Regions from separate parts of the Mus musculus genome. Here regions 1, 3 and 4 are each linked to region 2. The links are chromatin contacts, called in public Hi-C and promoter capture Hi-C maps. All regions are on one chromosome and are shown on one strand. Each heading gives the region's core, a stretch centred on a gene start, on an enhancer-like site or on the middle of the called end of the contact. The rest is flanking DNA. Distances are from core to core; before and after follow the strand shown. Region 1 overlaps Pde4b (phosphodiesterase 4B, cAMP specific). Region 2 holds the start of Tctex1d1 (Tctex1 domain containing 1). Region 3 has its middle 78 kb from the start of Gm52667. Region 4 overlaps 4921539E11Rik (RIKEN cDNA 4921539E11 gene).

Region 1 (3,102 bases), core at 30-2,529, 470 kb before region 2:
ATATATAAAGAGCCTTTATATACAAATAGAAGTCATAAAATAGAACTATACCAGAAAAGCTGGGAAATTCTCAAGATAGTGCCCCAAATGGTTTGAAAGAGCCTGTTTTGTCTAAAATAGCCATCCTATAAACATTTACCCCAGAACATGGACGCTGAACTGCCTGCAATGATTTGCAATGATTTCATATATGTCTAAATTTAAGGATGGCTAACTGCAAAATCATTAGTAAGGCAGCTAAAGTGAGAATGGTAAAAACTGTTCCCTTGAGCAAACACAGCTAAAAATAAGGTCTTGCTTATTAGTGGCCACGTTCCCTTGTTCAGAATTAATTTCTTCATTTAGCAGGAAAAGTTTTTTTTCCTCATATTAATCAGGACCTGGGGGACCAGCAGCATCTAGTCCCTTAGCATTTGCAGAAAGAGCCAAGTCCGTTCCTCACAGACTCCACATCGTGTTTTCGCGCTGCTGAGAGACACTGTCCACCCCCTCCCCCTGAAAGCTGGAATCATGCATGTTAGTAAGTATTTCAGTTATGCCATTGACGTCAATGGAGTCATTAAATAGATTGCTGGCCCTCCCAGAGGCAAATCACTGCCAGGGACCTAGATACAGACACTTTTTTTTTTTTTTTTCAAAGACAGCCATCAGGTTTTGCTATGAGAGAGAACGAAAAGTTTACACTGTAGCCGACTGTCTCCAAACAGTTTCTTTTTGCCCTTTGCATTTTGTTCCGGCCTTTCTTTCTCTTTGGTTACAGTAGACTCCAAAAGACACCCAGATATTATTGCCTAAATGTTTTGTGCACAAATGGATCTCCTGTAATTGAGACCATAGAGGAAGATACTGAACTTTGAAAAAAAGGAGTCTCTAGTTTGCTCTGTTCAGCCCATCTTGATGTTAATTCAGGGGCATACATTGTTCTAGCCAAATCACTGTTGTCTGCTACTGAAGTTGTTTGACGTTTGGATCCTTAAACAAACAGCGTCCTTCAAAGAGGCACACAGATTGCCTTTTCTGCTGCCTCTGCACGGCTCAAAGCTGTAGCCCTCATCTCTGAATCAATCTTTCTGCAGCTGTTTCGGGCTGTGGCACTGAGCCTCTGTAGCGAAGGGTGGAGGAGGAAGCCAGGAAGACAAACTGGTTCTCAGGGCTGTCTCATCTGCAGCAGTGTACCCACAGGAGGCTATCCACGTGCCTGTGTCCTCCCAAACCCCAGCTGCTGCCCGCCTCAAGCCCGATCACGTAGCAGCTTCCAGGCCTGTCGGAGAAAAGCCCTTCGGGACACAGCTGCCTCTTCCTGGGAATGCCTGCAGGCTCTGTTTACCTGAGCTGCAGCTGGAATGTCTGCCAAGGACTCGCTCCACACCTGGACTTTTCTACCACTGAGGCTCAGAGCCAGAAAGCTACCTTCATCATCTCTTCAGATCTGGCTCCCTTCATCTACCATGCAGGCTATAAAACTTACTTCTTACTACAGTCCTTGCCCCTCCAGTCCATGGATGGTTCCCTTCCTTTATTTATCACTGGGGTGTATAGAAATGCTAGACACTTGAAACTTTTGGTAACCCTTCTTGAGTTACGTGGAGACCCAGGTTCCATGTCCTCCCTGCTCTGTTCCCTTGTTCTGCAGTTCCTGGCTTGGGAGAACCAAAACTGCACCGTCTTCATCCATTTCTCTCTCATTGCCAGGACAGCCAGCTCCTTTAACCACTTCTTTCTAGTCTTTTCTTCTCTCCCGGCATAAAGGACTTTGTTTTCCTGTACCCAAAACATTATGGTCATCTTCCAACGTGGTTTGTTGTCCACAGTGTTTGCACGTTCTGACCCAACCTTCTTTCTGATCTAGCATGCTTCTTCTAAGCCCCATTATTGATTGTTTTGTTATTGTCTTGTTTTGATTTTGGGTGGTGTGTGTGAGTGTGCATGTGTGGGAGTGTATGTGCATTCGTGCGTGCATGCATGCATGCGTGCGTGCATGCATGTGTGCGTGAGTGCATGTGTCCTTGTCTCCCTTATTGCCTTACCCCTACATTGCTCAATTCATGGTTGTGTGAGATAAATATGCCAGCCTCCTGCCTCCTATCTTTCCACACTGACTCTTTTCCCAGGGCTGTATATGTTTTTTTTGCTTCTTCAATTCTTGAGTGACGATTAAAATAAACATGTATTTTCAATAAAAGGCCTGGTATATAGTATATATTTAGAAAATACCACATGATTTATCCATTTCCATCTGGAATGTACATTTTTATCATTTGAGACTACTTATCTGACATCTTCAGATTATGTCCCTATAATGTCCTATTCAATTATTATCTCAGAAACTTTTAATCAGTGTCTCAAAATCTCAAAAATAGTACTTGAAATATCTTGTTTTCTTCCCTAACCGAAGCATGAGTATCTCAAATGCATAGACAAATCCTCTAGTTTTGGGCTTCCAACTAAGAATGTAAAACCTAACTGATGCCCAGTAAACACTAATGGAATGAGCAAATAGCAGTGAATGATTGCCCAAGCTTGAGTCCGAAACATCGGAGGAGCTCGGCTGCTTCCTTTGCTTTGTTCAGGCTTGCCTACATCTCTGCTGACTCTCAGAACATGCGCACAGTGCTGAAATCCCTGGCTAACCTTGATGGCATGTGACGCTCAAAGCACGTGAAGTGAAGCCTGTGCTATCATTTCAGCATGAAGTAACAAAGTTATAAGAAATAGAAAGAAGCAAAATGACTAAATACATGCAGCTTATCATAATAAACGATAACATTCTCTCAGTACCCACCACAGGGCTACAGAATGGGTACTTAATAACTTACCAAGATGGACTGAGTTCGGAATCTGGATCAGTCTCTCCAGTAAATTATTCTCCAAAACTTTGGTTTCTTATCTGGAGAAATATTATTGTTATTGTAGAGTAAATTCTCAGAGTAAATAAGAAAGGCCATGTTGGTTATGACTGAGCTAGACTACCCGTTCCAAATTCTAGCTCTGACTACCTTGTGACCTTGGGACAAATTACTTAATCTCTCCTAGTCTCAGTTGCTTCACTTGCTAATTAGTATGCAAAGAGTGCACATGCCCTATAAGCTACTTATATGGATT
Region 2 (2,700 bases), core at 48-2,547:
GGAATTTTCAGTAATCCTCACAACTGCCCCCTTAGCTCTGAGAAAAGAGCCACTATAGCCTTGGATTTTTGAGGGCTTTTAGTTCTTGTGTCTGACAGATGGTTTTAGAGAGGAAGCAGGTCTGGTACCTGGTACCATTTACACAGGCATAGTCCAGAAGGAAGGCAGAGAATGGGAAGCTGGAAAGCGTAAAGCAGGTAGAAAAAAGCATAGGAGAGCCTGTCTGGACTGCGAGTAAGGAAGCCCCGCCCCCACGCACTACAGACCACCAGCACTGCTGCCACCGCCCCATCCTCTCCTTGAATCTTGAATCCATACGCCTCCACCTCAGCCTCCCAAGCGTTGGGGTCGTAATTACACACTACGAATCCCAACACGAAAACATAAACCACAAAAGAAAACTAAAACTTTTTTGGTAAGTAGAACATCAACAAAATGAAGTATTTTCACAACGTATATAATAATATAGTTAGAGAACTGCTAGAATATCTATCCACAGGTATAGCGTTGCATGTTAACAATAAAAGGGGAAGCCAGTTTTAAATAGAGTCAGAGGAGATGGCAGTGCCCACAAGGGGAGTCTAAAGGCCAAGCAGAGTAAGAAGAGCTACACAAGCACACTGGAAAACCAGAGATGCGTAACTTAGAGCAAGGTGTCTTCTACACCCGTGCTGATAGCAAAATGCTGGCAGACAGAATAGCAAACATTGCTGAGGGCAGTGAGAATAAAAATAGATCCAGCTGTTTAGTGCACACATCATCTGGACATTAATAATATATAAATAAATAAAATAAAAATAAAACATTAAGTTCTGTAGAGGCAGACAGCTTAATTCCTTTCATATCTCCTAGTATGACATCTCAAAGACAGAACAGCACCTGCGCACAAAACTGTCCTTCATGGACTATTTTGATCAGTGAGTGAGCAGTTATTATTGCATTATGTGAATTCTTAAGTAATTAAGTCTTTTTTGCTCTAAAATAAATTCTGCTTACAAGTCCATTATATAGTAAGTCCGGAGTGACTTGTAAGATGAATTTACAACCTAGGAAAAGTGTTTATTCAAGTGTTTGGTACAAAGCAAGCTTTATTTTAGCTTTCTTATTGAAAAAGTCCATTTGCATCTATTCCAAAAACGAAAGGAAGGGAGAAGAAGGAAGGAAGAACAAGGAGGAGAGTAAGGGTTTCCTCTGCACTGGAAATATGGCAGGGCTGGCCACACCCCTCGTTAATGACGTCACAGTCATGTGACATAGCCAGGCCTCAAACACATCCAGCATCACCTCTCCTGATTGCAGTGTGGCTTTGAAACCATGCCTCCTTCAGGCCCTGCAGGAGATGTCTATCGTCTGGCCTTGACCATCAGTTCCGTTCCTCTCAGATGAACAGTAGCCCACCACGTCAAGAGCTGGCCCTGCGCTTTTACCCACACCTATGATTGTTCTGCCAGTCTCCTGTGCTAGGTTTTACATCTGTCAGTCCAGGGCTTGACTGTTCATGGGAGGTAGGTATATTCTGTGTCCTTCGAAAAACACCCTTACTCTTGGGGAAAAAAAAAAAGCTTCCCACAAGACGATACCTTCTACTGTTTTCTCATTTCTTTAATTTGTGAAGGTTTTCAACTTCTGTTTCCACTATAGCCTTCTAAAAAGATAGGCCAATTGGGATAAGATATCATGAAACTGCATGACTTCCACAAAGACGCACCATTTACTGCTAGGAAATGAGCTGGCATGCTTTAGGTTTTAAACATAATCAGAAGGGGAAAAAAAATCCATAGATAGTCTTAGTCCCCAGTTAAGCAAGTCTCTGTATATTGTATCTTTCTCTATATATCATATTCCAGGAGCATATTTAATTTTAAATGCATCTTTTGTGTGACCATCACTCTGGACTCTGACACATCATAGGCCATAAATTTTTGTTTAAAAGCTTTTTTAAAAATTAAAAAAAAACAAAAACAAAAAAACCCACAGAACCTATAGCCTTCTTTTCTCTGTGCACTGCAATGTCTATCTATCCACTAGAGGGCAGCACATGACTTTAATGACGCGCTTCCCCATCCTTCCTGAAGGCCCTCTTATGGACATGGGTGGCCACCAGTTACAAAGCCCAGGAATTTATGTTTGTTCTCAACAGTAACTCTTATTTCAAGAAACCTGAATACAATTCTGTCCTCAAAAGTAGCTCATGTACTTCCAAGCACAGCCTGGATTTTTACATGAAACTATACATATTTTGATTTTAAAATACCTTTATATAAGATATACTTCTCTTTTCTCTTTTCCCCTACTGTGAATGTGTTTGTTGAATGCTTACACCAGTTTTTAGATCAGATTCTCAGCACATGCCTGATGCCAGTACTTGAGGAACAAAGGTGGGGAGGATCACAGAGAGTTGGAGGCCAGCCTCGTCTACCGAGCAAACCCCAAGCCAGTCAGCACTGCACAGCAAGACACTGTCTCAATTAATTAAGATAAGATTGACTGCAGCATTCTCTAGGCAATGAGACTAGGTGTCGGAAAGGATTAGCTCGGCAGGTTGGATCACAGAACTGGACTTCATCCACTTGTAGTGTTGGGACATGTAGCCAATATGTTTATTGTATTTATGCCTGCAGTTGAAAGCTTAAATGCATTTAATAAGCAGATCACGTGCTTGTCTTTAGCAATACAAATGCCTCGAGCCTCTTTGTGTAA
Region 3 (2,984 bases), core at 121-2,620, 340 kb before region 2:
TCTCCCTCTCCCTCCCCCTCCCCCTCTCCCTCTTCTCCTTCCTCTTCCCCTCCCCTCCCCTTCCCTTTTCTCCCTCTTTCTGAGTATTTGATGGTATATACAGACACTTTCCATGCTACCTCAAAGGAACTGTTTACTAGCTTGCATTGGGAGGAGACCAGGGATGCTGACTATCTGCTCACACTGCACAGGAAACCTTCTCACAGAGAGCATCATTTGTCCCCCAAAGGCAGTGGCCAAATCCTTGTTTTAAGTCTCCTGTCAGTCTAGTGCTCTTCTGCATTGTGAGTCTTCTTGAAGCTTCAAGGAGGAGACACTGTCAGTTATGGAGGTCTCCAGGAGTGGATAGTTCTCACGGTAGCAAGTAAAACACAGGAAGGATTCTCTATGGCTGCTCAAAGTCACATTTCAGTCAGAAGCTTCTCACACATCAGTGGGTGCTTTGATGACACCTTGATATCCCTGTGACCATCTCCTCCTCCTCCTCTATTGCCACGTTAAGTTCTGTATTCTACAGTGGGGCTGGTGGCACATGCCTGCTGTCTCAGCACCGGCTACATAGCCAGTGCTATATAGCAAGACTCTGTCTTAAAAGAAAAAGAAGCCATATTCAACAATCCCTGCTTCTGACTCAGGATCTTGTGACTTGTGGCCAGCCTGGCTAATATGGGTCTTTCCTGCAGTAACTAAACATCCTATCAACCGAGTTTTTTCTTCCTGCCCAAAAATTTCCTTAAAAGTCAAATAATCTTTCCTTTTGGCATTAATGCCTCATCTCTAATATTGAATAATCCTTTTCTATCCTCTCTGATATACCTGGGTCTGTTGGCTCACTTATCTATCTTATCTATCTATCTATCTATCTATCTATCTATCTATCATCTATCTATTTACTTGCTTACTTACTTACTTACTTATTTAAACTTCATAATGATCAGAGCAGTTGGAGATTAAGCCATCCAGACAGTAATACTCCTTTCTCATTATGACTGCTACCCCCTCCTCCAGTCAATTTTTAGAACAGATTCACTTCTGTTGCCTTATCTCATCAGCAGGTTCAATAGAGTGTTAGATAATTTTATTTTTCCTGGGACTTAACTGAGGATGGTAAATTCACTACTAGTGATACTTGGATAGGAGAAAGATCAATATTGCCAGTGTTTGCTGGGTTAAATTTAAGGGAGCTATTCTATCACGTGGGTGTAAGTGTGTTTCAGGGTAAAAGAGCAATAGCAACCAGACACCTTCTGGAATTCTTTCCAACTCTAAAAGGCAGGGGAAAAAAAAACACTGAAAAACATTTTGGTGTCACTGAGAGTGTGTCATTTCTATTGAAATGAGGAAGTTCGTTTTTACAGTTCAAGTCAGGAAATAGTTTACATCCTCTTAGTGTTTAGAGTCACTGCAAGATTATGGTCATTGATGTGATCTCTGATAGCACTTTAGTGTTAGCAAAACCAAGTCATTAGTTTATTTATGAAGTATATATTAAGTTTGAATGATGTTCTTAATACAAAATCATTATTTCTGCTTTGAAGTCCAGCAACACAGGCATTATATGATAATATGAACATGTCACGGCAACCTAGTGATTTTATCCAAAGAAAAGAGCAGAGGGTAGAAGGACATAAGAAGACCAATAGCAGAAAAAAAATTCCCAATTTCCAGCTATACTAGTAGAGTCCTGAACGTGTGCTTTTGTGGATAAAAATGCACTTGCTTAAGTCAAATGTGGGACCATAATGGCCCCAGGTTACAGAAGAGTGGTCAAGGGAGCTTCAACCCAGATATCACAAACGTGAGAATGGCAGAAATTGGCTACCTCCCCCTCCTAATCTGGTGCCATAAATCCTACCATCAACCCTAGCAGGAATTTATTACCCTAATAGTTAGGAGGCTGCACTTTTTGTTTGACCTTATGAGGTTTCCCCACAAACACATCCTACATTCCCTGAGTTTGTAGATGAAACATCTTCAACACCCCTGTCTTGGCCAGTGGTACTCAGCCACACAACCCTTGCCCCAGAGACCCTGTCCACCTCCCCAGGGATACAAATTCCCCTCCCCTCAAATGAATGAACCAGTTCTACAAAGCTGCTCTGGTTGTGCTTATTGCCCGTGCATTCATTACCACTCGAGATCCCACCAGCACCCAGATAAGCTTTCCTCCCTCTAGGCCAACTTGGTGCATGCACAACAGGCCTGGGTACCCAGAGGGAGGAGGAGTCATGGGGCAGCAATCAAACACTTATTATATATTGCTTTCATAAACTGTAGCATTGGTATTATTAGGAAAATGTTCAACATTTAATCCTGGAGGGAAGAGGATTTCATAGGGTCCTACTTCTTGGGGAACCTTTGGCAGTTAATGGCTCCAGGAGGACGGGTGTCATTTTGTATCAGTGGTACATCCAATGAAAAGTGGCCCACGTATCTATAAATAGCCTTCCCCCCTTGTGCTTACACAAGTGACTCTAATGAAACCAGTGGGACGTGCGTGTGCATAAGCACACATACATACACCCACACACACACACACACACAAGTGAAAACTGGGAGAAGACATTTTGGAGGGAAGGGGCCTTCAGAAAGTCAGAAGGAGATAGAAGAGATGGGGTAGGGAAATAGTTTTAAATGATTTTGTTATGTAAAGACATTCACCTACAGATCGTACATTGAGCATACTTCACCCCATACTTCCTAAATCATTCTTCTTCCTGTTAGTTTCCCTTGCTCCTCAAAATAATTTCACTTTTACTTTTGTGAGTTGTATATGTTTATGTATGAATGTGAGTGTGTATGTCTGAATGTATAAGTCCACAGTCTTATATATGTATATAAAATATAGAAACCAGGTATAAGAAAATATATGAGAGTTGTCTTTCTAATACTGGCTTAATTTGTTTAATTTTATTATCTTCAGGTGGATCCATTTTCTTGCAAATGACAGAACTTAATTTTCTACTGTTTAAAGAGTTCCACTG
Region 4 (3,010 bases), core at 509-3,008, 260 kb after region 2:
AGAGAAAAAGCTGGAAAGAGCAGAATACCAAAGTTCAAAACAAATCACAAATCAGGCACGGCAGCATACGTGCAATCCCAGGCTTTGGGGGTTGAGTGTTAGCACCTTGAGCCTAGTTTGGGCTACAAGAGAGCACCTGTCTTTTTTTTTTTTTAATTAGAATTATGGTGCAACTCTATACAGGCTTGCCTAACAAGAGCCAGGCCTGGGTTCCCTGCCCAGCACAAAAGGAAAGATTAAGCTCTATTGTTCTAGACCACAGTGAGGTGACTATAGTTACACATTTCAAAATAACTAGCAGAGAGCATTTGGAATGTTTCTCAACACAGAGAAGTAAATGTTTGAGGTGATGGATATACTAATTATCCTGATTTGATAATTATGCATTGTATGTGTGCATTAAAATATACATGTGTAACTGAATGTAGTTATTATGCACCAGTTAAGTCTATTTCAAAGAACCAGGCCCAAATAGATTGATGGATGAGTTCTTTCAAACTTTCATGTAGGAAACAGACAAACCAACTAACCAACCAACCACAAAAGGAGCCTGTGTCAATTAACTTAAACAAACAAACAACAAAACCCTTTTCAGTTGTTTACATGATCAGGTGTAGTCTTAACATCAAAGCCTGAAAAGATGATGTAAAAACCTACACTCTAATCTCATAATGTTAGGATTTTTTTTATAAGACATGTAGAGTGCTAAATAACATGCTAATTAACAGTATACATTTTTTTTTTTTTTTCGAGACAGGGTTTCTCTGTATAGCCCTGGCTGTCCTGGAACTTCAAATGAAGTTATATGAATGCAAGGTCTCTAAGAGATAATGTTTTTTATAATTCATTTCCCGGTGAGCTAAAATGGCAGGAAAATGATGTAATGTTTTGGTTACTGTTTCAGTATTTGCTTGCTTGCATGCTTGAGAAAGGGTCTTCTTGTGTGACCCAGGCTGGCTTTGCTGTTGCAGTCCTCTTGCCTCTCCTGTGCTGGGATGACAGGCAGGTACCACCACGCCAGGTCCAACATACTATAAATAGTATACTCAATAGCAACAATACTATAAATGGGTCTGTGTTTAGATGAAACCACTATTACAAATAGAACCACCATAAATCTATACGATATAACTATTTTAACACAATTTTAAAGTTTATGACTGTAAAACTAACAACCAATAGCGTAGCTGAGACAATGAACCCAGTAGTCTATGAACTGCTGAGACTGACACCCAACTGGGTCTATGACTGCAGCTCCTTGAGAGACTAAGGTTGGAGGATCACAATTTTGAAGCTACCCTGGGGCAGCATTTTATTCATGTTATTAGCCTCAAAACAAAAAGTAAAAGAGGGTGTGTGTTTGGGAGGTGGGGTCTAGACCACTGGTAGAGCACTGCCTAGCATGTGCAAGTCCATACATTCAACCCCTAACCCATGCAAAGAAAGAAAACAAAGAAGAAGAAAGCGACATCCATCATTGCTTATGAATTTTTAGAAAGGATAGAATAATGAACTAGAAATAATGATGGAACCTGTACACTCAAGAAAACACACACTCACACACTCACAGAGAGAGACAGAGAGAGAGAGAGAAAGACACACACACAGAGAAACAGACACACACACACACACACACAGAGAGAGAGAGAGAGAGAGAGAGAGAGAGAGAGAGAGAGAGAAACAGAGACAGGCAGCACACAGGCACTTGTAAAAGAGAAAAGAAACTGAGCAAACACACCAAACCGAAAATGCCTTTGGCAATTCTGATTCACCATGAGTAAGCAGTCTCTTATCAGGAATGCCCTACCTCAGATAAGAAATAGCACACACACACACACACACACACACACACACACAGACACACACACACACACACACACACACACACACACACACACACAGACACACACACACACACACACACAAACACACACTTCCCTCTCTCTCTCCTCTCATTTAGCAGAGTGAAAGAAAATAGTGAGAAAGATAAACCACTGAATTCGGTCTCAGTGATTTGAAGAGAGTGAAGTTGGCGTTTATATGAGGTTTCACTGGACGGCAGGCTGCAGCTGGCCTTGAGCATACACCTGATAGTAAAGCCACTGGCCAGGAAAAAGCAGGACAGAGTTCAGGGCAACCAAAGCTGCTGGAAGGTGATGGGGGAAGGCTAGGAAGAGAAAGCCAACAGGACGGTTTCTGACCAAGTCTCTGGCTGACTCAGATCCATACCGTTTGGGGAAGACTATAGTCAGCCAGCTAAGATGGAAATAACTAAGCTAAAATACAAGCTGTTCTTTTAAGAGTATTTTGTCTTTTCAGTGCATCAAGGGGAACTGATAAGACAATGTTTTTTGAAGGTAGGGAACTGAATGTCCTAAATACAACAGTCATGACATTCAGCAAATCCAAGTTGATGTATAGAGAACCAGGAAAATGAAGTTTCAGTCAAAAAAAAGTTAAGTGAGGATAGCCCTAAGGGGATCCGGATAGTCAGAGATTTTAAATTTTTTCTTGTGTATAAAATAATGGGTTTCATTTTGACATTTTTATATGTGTATAACATGAATTTTGAACCATTCTACCATTACTCTCCATTGCTTTCCCTCTTCCACTTTCATTGATGCTTTCCCTCAACTCTTTAAAAAGTGAAAATTATAAGACTAAAAATAAGTAATACTTAGAATTTAAAAATATCTCTGGCTGAATTTAAAACAAAGAGATGTAAAAGCAAAAGTTTAGGAATTTACAGATAGAATACTGAAGTTATATATGTATATACACACACATGCACACACACACATACATATACACACATGTATGTGAATCAGAAATCTGTGGAACAATAACTATACACATGTCTGAGTAACAGAAGGAAAGGCCAGGGAGAATGAATTAGAATAATATTTGATGCGATGAGGCTGGTATGTTTGTTTATTTTGGCAAAACACATGAATAGTAAATTCTGGAAGCTTAGAGAAGTACATGAAGAATCAATATGAGAAGGACCATA

What was found. Promoter capture Hi-C pulls out the DNA fragments that hold promoters and counts their contacts. A called contact is a pair of places that touch in the nucleus more often than the background predicts.
Region 1: a Hi-C map of Th1 cells shows a contact between it and region 2, with 4 times the contacts expected there. The contact joins the enhancer-like site here to the promoter of Tctex1d1 in region 2. A contact is called at or near these places in 5 of 484 Hi-C or Micro-C datasets (CD8 T cells, Th1 cells, embryonic stem cells and 2 more), 5 of 115 datasets of contacts at active chromatin or transcription factors (bone marrow-derived macrophages, effector CD8 T cells, embryonic basal ganglia and 2 more) and 2 of 9 other capture datasets (embryonic stem cells and macrophages).
Region 3: a contact with region 2 is called in a promoter capture Hi-C map of pre-B cells, with 2.0 times the contacts expected there. The contact joins the enhancer-like site here to the promoter of Tctex1d1 in region 2. A contact is called at or near these places in 1 of 39 promoter capture datasets (pre-B cells), 1 of 15 datasets of contacts at CTCF or cohesin (pro-B cells) and 4 of 484 Hi-C or Micro-C datasets (the N1E-115 cell line, Th1 cells and nephron progenitors).
Region 4: a contact with region 2 is called in a promoter capture Hi-C map of trophoblast stem cells, with 3 times the contacts expected there. The contact joins the enhancer-like site here to the promoter of Tctex1d1 in region 2. A contact is called at or near these places in 16 of 39 promoter capture datasets (the 3T3-L1 cell line, 3T3-L1-derived adipocytes, the C10 cell line and 10 more), 2 of 15 datasets of contacts at CTCF or cohesin (large pre-B cells and pro-B cells), 4 of 484 Hi-C or Micro-C datasets (cerebral cortex, embryonic stem cells and liver), 3 of 115 datasets of contacts at active chromatin or transcription factors (CD8 T cells and embryonic stem cells) and 4 of 9 other capture datasets (adipose tissue, liver, macrophages and 1 more).

The regions. Positions count from the first base shown.
Region 1 is chr4:102,510,547-102,513,648 of GRCm38.p6, forward strand. All of the region lies in intron 5 of Pde4b (phosphodiesterase 4B, cAMP specific), which reads left to right. It overlaps Gm52668 (a long non-coding RNA gene), which reads right to left. Exons shown (of 3, transcript XR_003955083.1): 2 at 2,817-2,887. Among named protein-coding and RNA genes, the nearest start is that of Gm52668, 3.4 kb to the right of the region's middle. Within about 2 kb of position 1,280, at least 242 of the 459 cell types and tissues checked have an H3K27ac peak or open chromatin away from gene starts, as enhancers often do. A contact at or near this core is called in CD8 T cells, Th1 cells, embryonic basal ganglia and 4 more, where this site is marked.
Region 2 is chr4:102,985,082-102,987,781 of GRCm38.p6, forward strand. Tctex1d1 (Tctex1 domain containing 1) reads left to right here and starts at 1,298. Exons shown (of 5, transcript NM_001163767.1): 1 at 1,298-1,505. All of the region lies in intron 1 of Gm12709 (predicted gene 12709), which reads right to left.
Region 3 is chr4:102,645,906-102,648,889 of GRCm38.p6, forward strand. No RefSeq gene overlaps it. Among named protein-coding and RNA genes, the nearest start is that of Gm52667, 78 kb to the left of the region's middle. Within about 2 kb of position 1,371, at least 34 of the 459 cell types and tissues checked have an H3K27ac peak or open chromatin away from gene starts, as enhancers often do. A contact at or near this core is called in pre-B cells and pro-B cells, where this site is marked.
Region 4 is chr4:103,247,838-103,250,847 of GRCm38.p6, forward strand. The region is part of intron 5 of 4921539E11Rik (RIKEN cDNA 4921539E11 gene); the gene reads right to left. Among named protein-coding and RNA genes, the nearest start is that of Slc35d1, 34 kb to the left of the region's middle. Within about 2 kb of position 1,759, at least 30 of the 459 cell types and tissues checked have an H3K27ac peak or open chromatin away from gene starts, as enhancers often do. A contact at or near this core is called in liver, pancreatic islet and trophoblast stem cells, where this site is marked.